Linked DNA regions of Oryzias latipes: region 1 is linked to region 2. The links are chromatin contacts, called in public Hi-C maps. All regions are on one chromosome and are shown on one strand. Each heading gives the region's core, a stretch centred on a gene start, on an enhancer-like site or on the middle of the called end of the contact. The rest is flanking DNA. Distances are from core to core; before and after follow the strand shown.

Region 1 (5,309 bases), core at 567-3,066, 160 kb after region 2:
AGAAAAACTGACTCCATGGGTGGAGGTGATGAAGAAAATGCAGAGTGCATGTGTTGTTTGTGAGGAAACCAGACATTCAACTCAACAAGTGAGGCAATTGGGCTGAAGTGAATCATCTAAACACGTTTAAAGAAAAACACTAACAAAGATGACGAAATGTTTTTACATGTGGCAGCACCTTTGCAGTTTAAAAAAAAAGAAAAAAAAAGAAAAGATCTCTGCTGCCACCTAGTGGTCAAGATATCCACAGCTTTAGACTTTAGAATAAAAAAATAAAAAATCTCTGCTGCCACCTAGTGGTCAAAATATCCACAGCTTTAGACTTTACGATAAAAAAGTGCCTTACCGTCATTCAAGCTTGTCCCTTCTTTATCGCATGGAGATGACAGAGGAGTTGCTTTGAATGATGTGTATTCTTTTGTGAATTCAACCTTTTTCTTGTACTGCATCTCCAACACGGACATTGCTTCTGGCATTTTAGCAGAAAGGAACCGGTGACATATATCTGGTTTTCCGATGAACCGTTGTCGAACAGTAATCTCATATGGACTGTACACCTTGATTTCATCAACTTCGTTCCGTTCATATCGGTGAAGGAGGTGGCAGTTGGTGTCCCGTACCTCCATGGAGGACACCAGCACCAGCAAACATCCAGGTTTGAAGTCCGAATCTCCGCCTCTGGACACCACTGCCGGGATGCTCGCGATCACCTTGTTCTTGGTCGACGTCCCGCTTGAGGACGCCACAGCTGCTGCTCTTGCAGCATCTTCAGCCTTGGCCTCCTGTGCGGCCTTCCAGGGAAGCTTTCCGAAAGGCCACCACGAGGGCACCTCGAGTTGTGAGAGGAGTCTGAAAGACAAGTCACGTTATATTCAAAGAAAACAAAACGTGCTTGCAAAAATAAATAAATAAATCACTTCACAAGGGAAGAAAACAAATCAATAAAACAGATGTTTTGAATTAATTACTTATCAGCCACTCCTAAGTCCGAGTCAATCTTCTCCAGCCCCTGCATCATGCTGTCAAACTGCTCTCCCTGATGGCTGAGGACTTGACCCGTGTCCTCCAGTCTTCTTTGAGCCCCGGCCATCAGACTGATGAGCTCTCTGCCTTTAGTGGGATGGGGTTCAGCCCCTTGGCTCTCAGAGCCAGGCGACAGCAGGCGCTCCCTCCAGAAATGCACCAACACGTTATAGACTACAACCCTGTTGGGCTGTAGGGAACCAAACCAGTGCTTGGTGTTGCCTTCCTCCAGCACTGTAAGGGTGCTGAAGATGAAGCTGGAAGATTCCATCTTGATTTCCGTGATCCGGGACAGACGGAAACTAGCCAGATTCTCCCCGTTCTGGCTGGAGACGAAGCGCACCGTGGTTCTGGTGAGGGACAGGGTGCCGGTCTCCCACCTCTTCTCACTGTTGATGTAGTAGGAGCCAGGCCAGTTGTGGATGGGGAAATCTCGACTCATTTTAGTACAAAATTAAACTAAAAAAGAAAAAAAAATCCCAAATAAATTTACGACGTATGATAATCTAGTCAATCCACTTCAGTGGTTGGAGTGTAAACATCCTTCTTTCCGTGTGTAATCCCGTCAGAAGAGGACCTCAGATAACGCCTTAACTTAGTCGTCACGCACAGGGAAATAAACTATTCGAAAACAGCAATGTTTCAATGTTTTTTCATTTGCTAAATGTAAACCTTTTTACAAAATATCAACCGTAAACACTGGATGGGAACATGTGTTTTATTTCCTGCCCAGATCCTATTTGCTACGGAAGTGACGTCACGATCTAGCACGGCTGTGTTTATTGTCCGACTAGAAAATTGAACTCGCGCACGACAAGGCTATGGACACAATAATTGCTCAAAACAGGGCGCTAATTTGCGGTAAATGAACAGATGTTTGCGTCATAAGCATGACGGAAATGAAATAATCGATCTATTAGTGACGCAAGGAAACGCGGTAATTTTATGGCGACTTGTAATAATGGAAGACACGAGTGGAATAGCGTTTAGTAAAACCATTGATTATTTATTTTTTAGGTTTCACTTCACTGTGATTACATATTAGATTTCAAAACATATATTATATTTACTGATGACAACCCAGTCTTGATGCTTTATCTCAGTTCCATGCTCTAACATGCCAGCCGGGCTTGCTAACTAGCTAGCCGAGCTTTTGTTTACCATCATGGACAGAGAGGCGTACCGTTACTGCAGCAGCCTGGTCAGCATCCCCCGGCAGTCCTATGAGCAGTTCTGGTCCTCACACTTCGTAGACTACATCGATAAGGACATCAACTATTCGAAATTTTTAAAGAAATATTTACTGCCCAACCGGCCCTGCGTGTTTTCGAGAAAGTTCACAGACAACTGGAAGTGCAGACAGCAGTGGGTAACAGAGGAGGGGAAGCCGAGTTTTCAAAAATTGCTCCAAGACTTTGGTAAATTAATTAAGACTGTTGTTGTGATGACGTCATGAATATATAGTGTATGTCAGCTAATGCCTGTCTGTTTTGAAATATCAGATGAAACTCTAGTTCCTGTTGCAAACTGTAATGCAAAGGAATACAATGCAAACCCCAAACAAGTGATGCAGTTTAAAGAGTTTATACACTATTGGAAGGAATACGTCCAGAACGGTCACTCATCCCGGAAAGGATGTCTTTATCTGAAAGACTGGCACATGGCAAGGTATCCTGTGTCTCAGTTTTACATTGAGAATTGCTGATGTATGTGATTCTATACAAACGATCTGCATTAATCATTAAAAATGTCCAACAGAGACTTTCCTGAACATGGTGTTTATTCAACACCAGTATTCTTCTCCTCTGACTGGCTTAATGAATACTGGGATACACTTGAAGTAGATGACTATCGGTTCGTCTATATGGGCCCTAAAGGGTCGTGGTAGGAAGAAATCCAACAAAGTCTCAGTAGAATTTGCGTCAGTCAGGCGTGTTTTTCTTACGTTGAGTTTTGTTTTCACCAGGACCCCGTTCCACGCCGATGTGTTCCGCTCCTACAGCTGGTCTGCAAACATCTGCGGCAGAAAGAAGTGGCTCCTGTATCCTCCGGGTCAGGAGGACTTTTTACGAGACACGCACGGCAACTTACCCTATGACGTTACATCGGCTGAGCTCCGTGACAGCGGTCTTTTCCCGCGCTTTGAAGAAGCCTGCCAGCCTCTTGAAATCATTCAGGAGGCTGGGGAAATCATGTTTGTGCCAAGTGGCTGGCACCATCAAGTTTATAATCTGGTGAGGACTGTCAAATATATCAAACATTTTAAAATTTGAAATATTGTATTAAAGAGGGTTTATTTTTTGTGCATTCCTAAACAAGACAAGCCGTTATTTATCTCACGATGGGGACATTCTTTTGTCTGCAGCAGCAAACAAGACAACAAAATAACAAAAGTGACAATCAAATTAATCATCATGGTTACTGGTGTGTGGCAGCAAGGCTCAGCAGCTCTGCCTTTTCGTGTTCTTCTAAATGCAGGTTTGTTTGTTTTTTGTCCCAGGAGGACACCATCTCCATTAATCACAACTGGCTAAATGGCTGCAACATTGATATCATGTGGCAGTTCCTCCAGAAAGAGCTGTCCTCTGTTCAAAAAGAGATAGATGAGTGGAGAAATACAATGGACTCATGGCACCAGCACTGTCAGGTACTGTTCACAGCTTTTTTTTCCCTTTTTCTTTTGAGACATTCTGAGAAATGCAGCAATTTTACGATTGATTGTCCTTTTTTTCAGGTCATAATGAAAGCATGCTCAGGCATCGATTACATAGAATTTGCATCTTTCTTGAAAATCATTGCCGAAAACCGGATGGCCTTCCTGAATGCTTGCACCTCTGGTGATTCTTCCGACTATGCACGGCCCCTCTCGGAGACCCTGACCACACTTGGACCTTACCACGCTGCCTTTGACCTACAAAGAGTGGCTAACATCATCGAGTGCCTCCTGTGCAACGAGGATTTCAAACAGCTTGATCACTCAACACTGACTTTGCAGCCAGAAACCATGTTACAGCAAATCCAAGACACCATACAGTCCACAAGGGGGCAGCATCTCCTTTATCAGGAATAGTTGGCCCCCTGGTTTTAATATTATCTGGTATTTGCTTGAAAAATAAAAAAGGTGCCAATTTTTTTTGCTCCGAGGAATATTATTGAAGCTTGACATGATTTGCAGTCAACAATTTGGCTTCTGAATGTCTTTGTTTTTGCACTAAAGGTATAAAAATAAAAACAATAAACATTTTTTTTGTTACTATTACTTTATTATATAAGAAAAAAATCACTTTAAAGTTTGTCACAAACTCAGAAACTGCAAAGCTGTTTGATAAATAATGCAAATAACAAGAAAAACTTTCTCTAGTGCAGATAAAACAGTGTAACCTTAGGATTCGGTCAATGAGGAATCTGTCACATGTGATGGACGTCACATTTCAATAACCCCCCCCCTCTCAAATGACTTTCACATCTTTGGGCCACCAGTCTGGCACTGAGGCCTCAAGCGTCACGGTGCTGTCGTCCGAACATTTGAGCGTCAACATCTCTTTGGCGTGAGCTGTGCGGATTAGGCTCAGACCCAGTTCTCCAACCCCGGCGCGGTGCTTCCCAGCCGCCTTACCCGACTGCGTCTGGAGTAATGTTTCCCCCTGAAGGCCTTTAGGCGGAGATGACAGCCGCACTGGCATGAGGCGTTTCCGTACCACACCGGTGTGATGCGTTCTGGCTGTGAGCTCTTGGCCGATGTAACAGCCTTTGCTAAAGCTGATGCCCTGCATGAAGACGAGGTTCGACTCCAGTGGTAGTGCCACTCCAGGAGGAAGGTCTTTCACTCCCTCAGGAACGCCTGAGAAAAAATGACAGCCGATTCACATTACTGTTGTGAACTCTGATATCAAGACAGGATTCTTAATTTATTAAAACTTCACCAATCGTTTTTGTTCATACCTATTCTATAGCGATGTTTCTGGTACTCCTCTGTGTCGCCCTTTTCACAAGGTACAATGAGATCCAAGGGGTCTGTTTCCCTCTGTAACACCAGTCTCCAACCCATCTGAGAAGTTCGGGGATCAGCCTCCCATACCAGAGCTTTCTCAGGGGCAGAGAGTTCAGGTTGACCGGCCTCCTGGTCGGGACGGTTTTGCAGGGAAAGCACGGCCCACACAGAGAGCTCTGGACAGGGACTAATGCTGACCTTTCTCCTTATCTTATAAACTCTCAAATGTCTTAAAACCGAGTCGTGAACTGTTGTGTCACACTCCAGGAAAACACCCAGTCCTTCAGCTTCTTTC
Region 2 (5,534 bases), core at 2,673-5,172:
TACTTTGGCTGCACGTAAACGCTTCTGCACGCTCTCCTCCGACTCGGTCTTTCTGCCTCTTAGACGTTCTTCCTGAAGCCACGAAAACCAAAGACAAACATCTTAAAAAAGGCCAAACGTCTTGATTTGCTTAGGAATGAGAAAATACACAACAGCTTCTTGAGAAAAGAAAAAAAAAAAACATTTTCCCCACCAGGACTTCCAAGGATGGAGGCTGGATGGAGATGTAGAGCGGGTTGAGGTCCGTCTTTTTGATGTTCTTCACGCCCTGCATGTCAATGTCAAGTATGCAGATGAGGTTCTTGGCCTGGACGGCCTGCACGGCGGCTTTACTCGTTCCGTACAGGTTCCCCGAAAACTCTGCGCTCTCGATGAACTCTCCGTTGTCGATGCCTGCCTGCATCTCCTCGCGAGACACGTAATGGTAATCTGACGGAACGGAGACGAACGGTTAGCATGGAATTAAAGGAGGAACGCCGCAGTGACCATAAAAGGACAAACTGCAAACAGTACCGATGCCGTTCTGCTCTCCAGGTCGAGGCTTTCTTGTTGTATCTGGAAGGACAGGAGATTTAGTTTTCTGAATAAACGAATGAACAAATACACATATAGTTCTATTGATGTTCTATATTTAGACAAACGGAAAACAAGACTGCACGTATTTACAGTAAACCACACCTCTATAAAGACTTGTACTAGTTTTTACTGGTTGAAGGCCCCATTGTTTTCCTGGTTCTCTTTCTTTATAATCGTATCTTCTGCCATTTTTTGGTGCTTCACTCCCTCTATAGTTTTTCAGCTATGTTATCCATTCAACTATTAAAACGTTCAGCTCGTTCAGCTTTTTCCAGCTGTGACTTTTGGTCCTTCAAATCCTTGAACTTTTCAAGGGTTTTTGCCTCCATTGAAAAACACGGGGAATCCTTTGCTTCTTTCTGTGTAGGAGCTCGCTGGTTCGATACCCGGAGCTCGCATTATTCACAGAAATATATTTTTGTTATTGTGTTGTTCTCACTTTATTTATGGTCAACTTTGATCATTTCTCTTTAAAAAAAAATTATTTTTTTTGCCAATTATTACCCTTTAAGTTTCATTTTCATTCAGCATTAAACTCTGCATTTTCTTCTAGAAATGCAGCTCCTTCTAGCTTTATCTGTTTTTGTTTTTTAGTTCTCTGTCTACTTTTTCCCCCCTATTGTTGCGTCTATGTTTATGAGTTTGTGTGTATTGTTTCTGTTTCTGCTCTTGTCTGCCTTCTGTTGTCTTTTCTTTGTTGGCTGAACTTGTCGTGTTCCTTAGGGACCATCAACCTGTTCTATGGGGACTAAAGATGGAAAATAGCCTGATAGGCTCTAATCTTATATAAATTAGCTTTACTGTTGACCGGCTAAAAGCCTGATGGTAAATGACAGGACTTACGGGACACGCTGAAGCCAAACACACTGTCGTATTCGCCCATGAGCTTCTTCAGCAGGGTGCTCTTTCCCGCCCCCGACGGGCCACTAAACACCAGGGGCCTGGGTCCAGCCATAGCTGCAGGAGAAGGAATAAAACACAAACCGCTGAATTCTTTTCATTCTTTCCAGACAATCCGAGGTTCCAGCCAGAGAAACCGGCCAAACCGGCCTAACGATCGTCATCTTTATCTCCATGTATTTTTTTTTAAATAGAATAAGAAACTCAACAAATATTGACATCATATCTTTACAACAAGAGTCGAGAGAACAAACCTCAAAAGCTAGAAAAGAAAATCCTCTGATCTTTTTGTTTTATCATGTCTGTTTTGTCAAATATTGTCAACAACAAAAAAAAAAAAGCCCCACAAACTCTACTTTACCTTTTCACCTTTCCTGAAATCACGCAGCACTTGAGCAGACGGAGGGAAATGAACGGGCGGACTTATATTGAGTCAGGATGGGAGGGTCACTGACAGGGTGGGGCTGCCTCTTCCACGTCAGCTTCAGCTTTCTGTTTCTTTTTTTTCCTATTGTAAACACTACAGCAACTGCGTAAAAAGCTGCTGCGTCAATGTTTTTAAATAGATATGCGGAACCTGCTCAGCAGGTAAAGCCCTTTTCATCATTAACATTAAAAAAAAAGACTTAAACTCTGCTTTAGTCCTTTAGTCATAAAACATCCTTTTAGTTTCCCGACAGAAACAGTTTAAACAAATGAAAGCACAGGTGCCCTACGTTTTACTGCAATTTGATTTATTCAAGCTTCAACAGTTCCAGTCGTGGACTGAAAAATAAAGAAATGTAGGTTTAAATCTAGTGTCAAATGACTCAATTGTGTTGTTTTCAGGTCACATTTAGCGAACCAAGTTTTTAACACAAGAGAAGCCCAGGAAAAAAAAATCCCAATAATTATTTATATATATTTAACCACAAAATACAGAATCTACAGTCGATGATCAATGGTTGCATCCAATTAAGATGAAAATATATATATATTTGGTGCATAGTTAAGACCTAGTTCTGCTCAAGACCATTTATTTCTCTAAACTTAAGTTGTCAATTAGAAAGATTAGCTTCTGATTTCCCTCAAACTGTTTTCCAAAAAAAAAAACCTTTCCTACTTAGAAGAGGCTGACAGGAAATGAGAAACATGTGAAGCTACGATCAGCACAGACTGACTCTCATGATGAACGCACAGAGAATCATGTGATCAGATTTACAACCAAATAAAAATCACGTGAAGCCTACAAAGCACTAGCGGCTCCGTGAACCAGAAAGGCTGAGCGTCACTGTCAAATTCTATTGGACATTTTTTTAATCTACATTTCAGTTTACATGACAGTTTGGTTAAACACTGTTAACACATAACTAGTGATTTAACCAAATCAAAACACAACTTTCATTAATTCAATGAGAACATTTTACGTAAAAAATTGACAGAAAATGTTTGTTTTTTATATAAAATTGATTAAAATGAGATGTTATCAATCAATGTTAAGTACATGTTCTAAGAGAAGATCAATTGATTATCCTTAAGAAAACACACAGAAAATACACATGTATTGCATTACAGATGTCCTGTTTACTTGAATGTAGATATTATTGTGGCAAAGTAATAAACTGATTTTATCTCTTGGGTTTGACGGTTTTCTGTTAATTTATTTCTTTAGTATCTCACTGGTTGGTTAAAAATATAATATGTTAAATGTCTGTTGTGTCAAACTGCACCAATGTTGTTTTGCTCCGAATAAATACCATTTAAAAATGCTCAACAGATTATCAGACTTTTCAGTAAACCAAAACCTAAAAAATTGGTTCCAACTTAAATGTTTTTTTTTGTTTTTTTTTTAATATTGCAAGGTATGTAACATCTCACAGATATAAGCTTATATTCTAATTCTTCAAAATGCACATTTTTAGTGACAAATGGTAGAAAATGCATTAATTTGCATGAATAAGCAAACTGGATATCTTATAAATATTTTTAAAAAAGAAGAAGAAAAAAGAAAGACAATTTTGTTAGTGATGTAATTTTTCTCCCAAATTACATTTTACAAAGGGTTTCCTAATTTAAGTTGACATTAAACAAAATAGATGATACTGGACGTTTTTATGCTACTATCAAAAGTTGTATCATCCATCTAGGATTTATATGCATCCTGAAATAAAATAAAACACCGGTTGACTTCTTGGGCACCATCTTTTCCTGTAGCTCCGTGACAACAAAGTGTCTCCAGGAATGAATAGTGGTTCCGACACAGAGATGGGAAAAAGAGAACAGAACAGCAGAAGGAGGAAAGGAAGTCAAAAATCCTCATTCCTACCTGAAAACAGTCTGATAAAATGTCTCATGTACATCGGGAGGCAGGTTTTTCTGATTCTGCAGACGGTCCTCGGAGCATTTTCTGCCTCCGCCGCCCTTTTCCTCACCGCGAGACGCCTACGTCATCACTACGTACCCAAACACGTTACGTCCGCGCGCGCCACTGGACGCGACCAAATGAAATAAACAAAAGGAGCAGGAAATGCTCGTTAGTCGGGAAAAAAGTTGTATTGCTTCTATTTGCAGTAGTCAGATCTTTATTGCTGAGGATTACAAATCTACCGTTTTAAATTTTTTACTTAAATAAAAAAATTGTTTGTTGGGTCTTTGCAACTTTAAGCTGCGCGCGCGAGAGTCCAGCTTTAACGCTCTGCTCTTTGTCGCGTTGTTGGGTTGTTTGTTTGTTTGGAAGTTGCTGTCGAAACAAACGCAGCCGTGTGGGTTTCTTTCGTGGAAACTGGGAATCTAAACTTCCTGGATGAGTCCACGCTAACGGCCCGCACCGACCACGCAGCTCTGCTAACCAACGTAGCTGCTAGCTAGCTAGCTAAGTGTTACTTTTCCCCCCCGAATCTCCACTTTTTTGCCCTTTTGAAGATGTTTGGTTCATCGAGATCCGGAGGCATCCGTGGAGGCCAAGACCAGTTCAACTGGGATGAAGTGAAGGTCGATAAACACAGAGAGAATTATCTCGGTAAGTCCATAACGTGCAGTCGATTACGCTATCAGCGCGTGCCACACATCCAGGAAAGATTAGCTCCAGATGCTTTTAAACCCCGTGTGGCCCCCCTAAAATTAGGTTGTTTTCCTACCTTTTGTTATTGAATTCCTCATTACACAAGGCTTGGCTTGATCTAATAGCTTGATATCAATCCCGATTAATCTCCGTAAAGAAAGCAAAAACGTGCTGTCAATGCCTCCTCTGGTCGACACGTTCGTTGTCTCTGTGCCCTCGCCGCTGCCAGCGGGTCAGCATGCCCAGAGAGAGCTACGTAGTGATCACCACAGTAGTCGGGACCGAGAAACATGTAACAAAAGCAAATCGACAAGCTCTCATAGCTGCTTAGATTTCTGAATGTTGTCTGTGTAAAATATGAGCTAAAACCACAACCTTTCAGGTGCAAAGTCAAACAGAAATGAGGCTCAAAACACCCACCCTTAACATGGCAGGAGACTGTTGCCTTATGTGTGGATTGCCTAAATACTTGGAATTAAAAAAACAGTCTAACAACAAGACTGCACTTGTCTATAATGAGATATTCTAAAAGACAAAGTTTACTCAGCTGGAGGAAGTTTAAAACATTGATCTGATATCAATTTTACAGCTTATATTGCACACTTGTATATACTGTTTGTTTGTTTGCTTGTTTGATTTTATTATATTACAATGTTATCTTTACTACTTTTCCCTTCCTTACTGTTCTTGCACTGATGGTGATGCTTAAATCTCATTGTACTATGCACAATGACAATAAAGCCATTCTATTCTATTCTATTCTATTCTAATTTGATTCTTACACTTGAACCTTTATGGGGGAAAATGCAAAAGGATACATCTACTGGAGAAGTCTGGACTGCTAATATTTTCATTTAAATGTGTGTAACCATGATCATCTTTAAAAGTCAAATAGATTTATTGAAATGATTATTTGGTGCAAAACATTAAAACATCTAGATAAAAGAAAAAGTCTAAATATAAAGTATAACAATCCTGCATAATACATTTTGTATTCTGAATTTGTGGCATTTGAAAT

The links. A called contact is a pair of places that touch in the nucleus more often than the background predicts.
Region 1: a Hi-C map of embryo shows a contact between it and region 2, with 2.1 times the contacts expected there. The contact joins the promoter of jmjd4 here to the promoter of c17h1orf35 in region 2. A contact is called at or near these places in 2 of 5 Hi-C or Micro-C datasets (embryo and fibroblasts).

The regions. Positions count from the first base shown.
Region 1 is chr17:28,045,751-28,051,059 of ASM223467v1, forward strand. It overlaps jmjd4 (jmjC domain-containing protein 4), which reads left to right and starts at 1,817. Exons shown (of 6, transcript XM_004079409.3): 1 at 1,817-2,441; 2 at 2,526-2,691; 3 at 2,782-2,907; 4 at 2,990-3,257; 5 at 3,524-3,670; 6 at 3,758-4,255. The coding sequence starts at 2,189. The coding sequence ends at 4,093. snap47 (synaptosomal-associated protein 47) reads right to left here and starts at 2,308. Exons shown (of 5, transcript XM_020711165.1): 1 at 2,207-2,308; 2 at 969-1,482; 3 at 347-849; 4 at 1-7. The coding sequence starts at 1,465. It overlaps iba57 (putative transferase CAF17, mitochondrial), which reads right to left. Exons shown (of 3, transcript XM_004079410.4): 2 at 4,966-5,309; 3 at 4,265-4,864. The coding sequence ends at 4,473.
Region 2 is chr17:27,887,945-27,893,478 of ASM223467v1, forward strand. c17h1orf35 (multiple myeloma tumor-associated protein 2) reads left to right here and starts at 3,923. Exons shown (of 8, transcript XM_004079405.4): 1 at 3,923-4,474. The coding sequence starts at 4,378. It overlaps LOC101175509 (guanylate kinase), which reads right to left. Exons shown (of 7, transcript XM_004079404.4): 2 at 1,420-1,533; 3 at 514-555; 4 at 194-429; 5 at 1-72. The coding sequence starts at 1,531.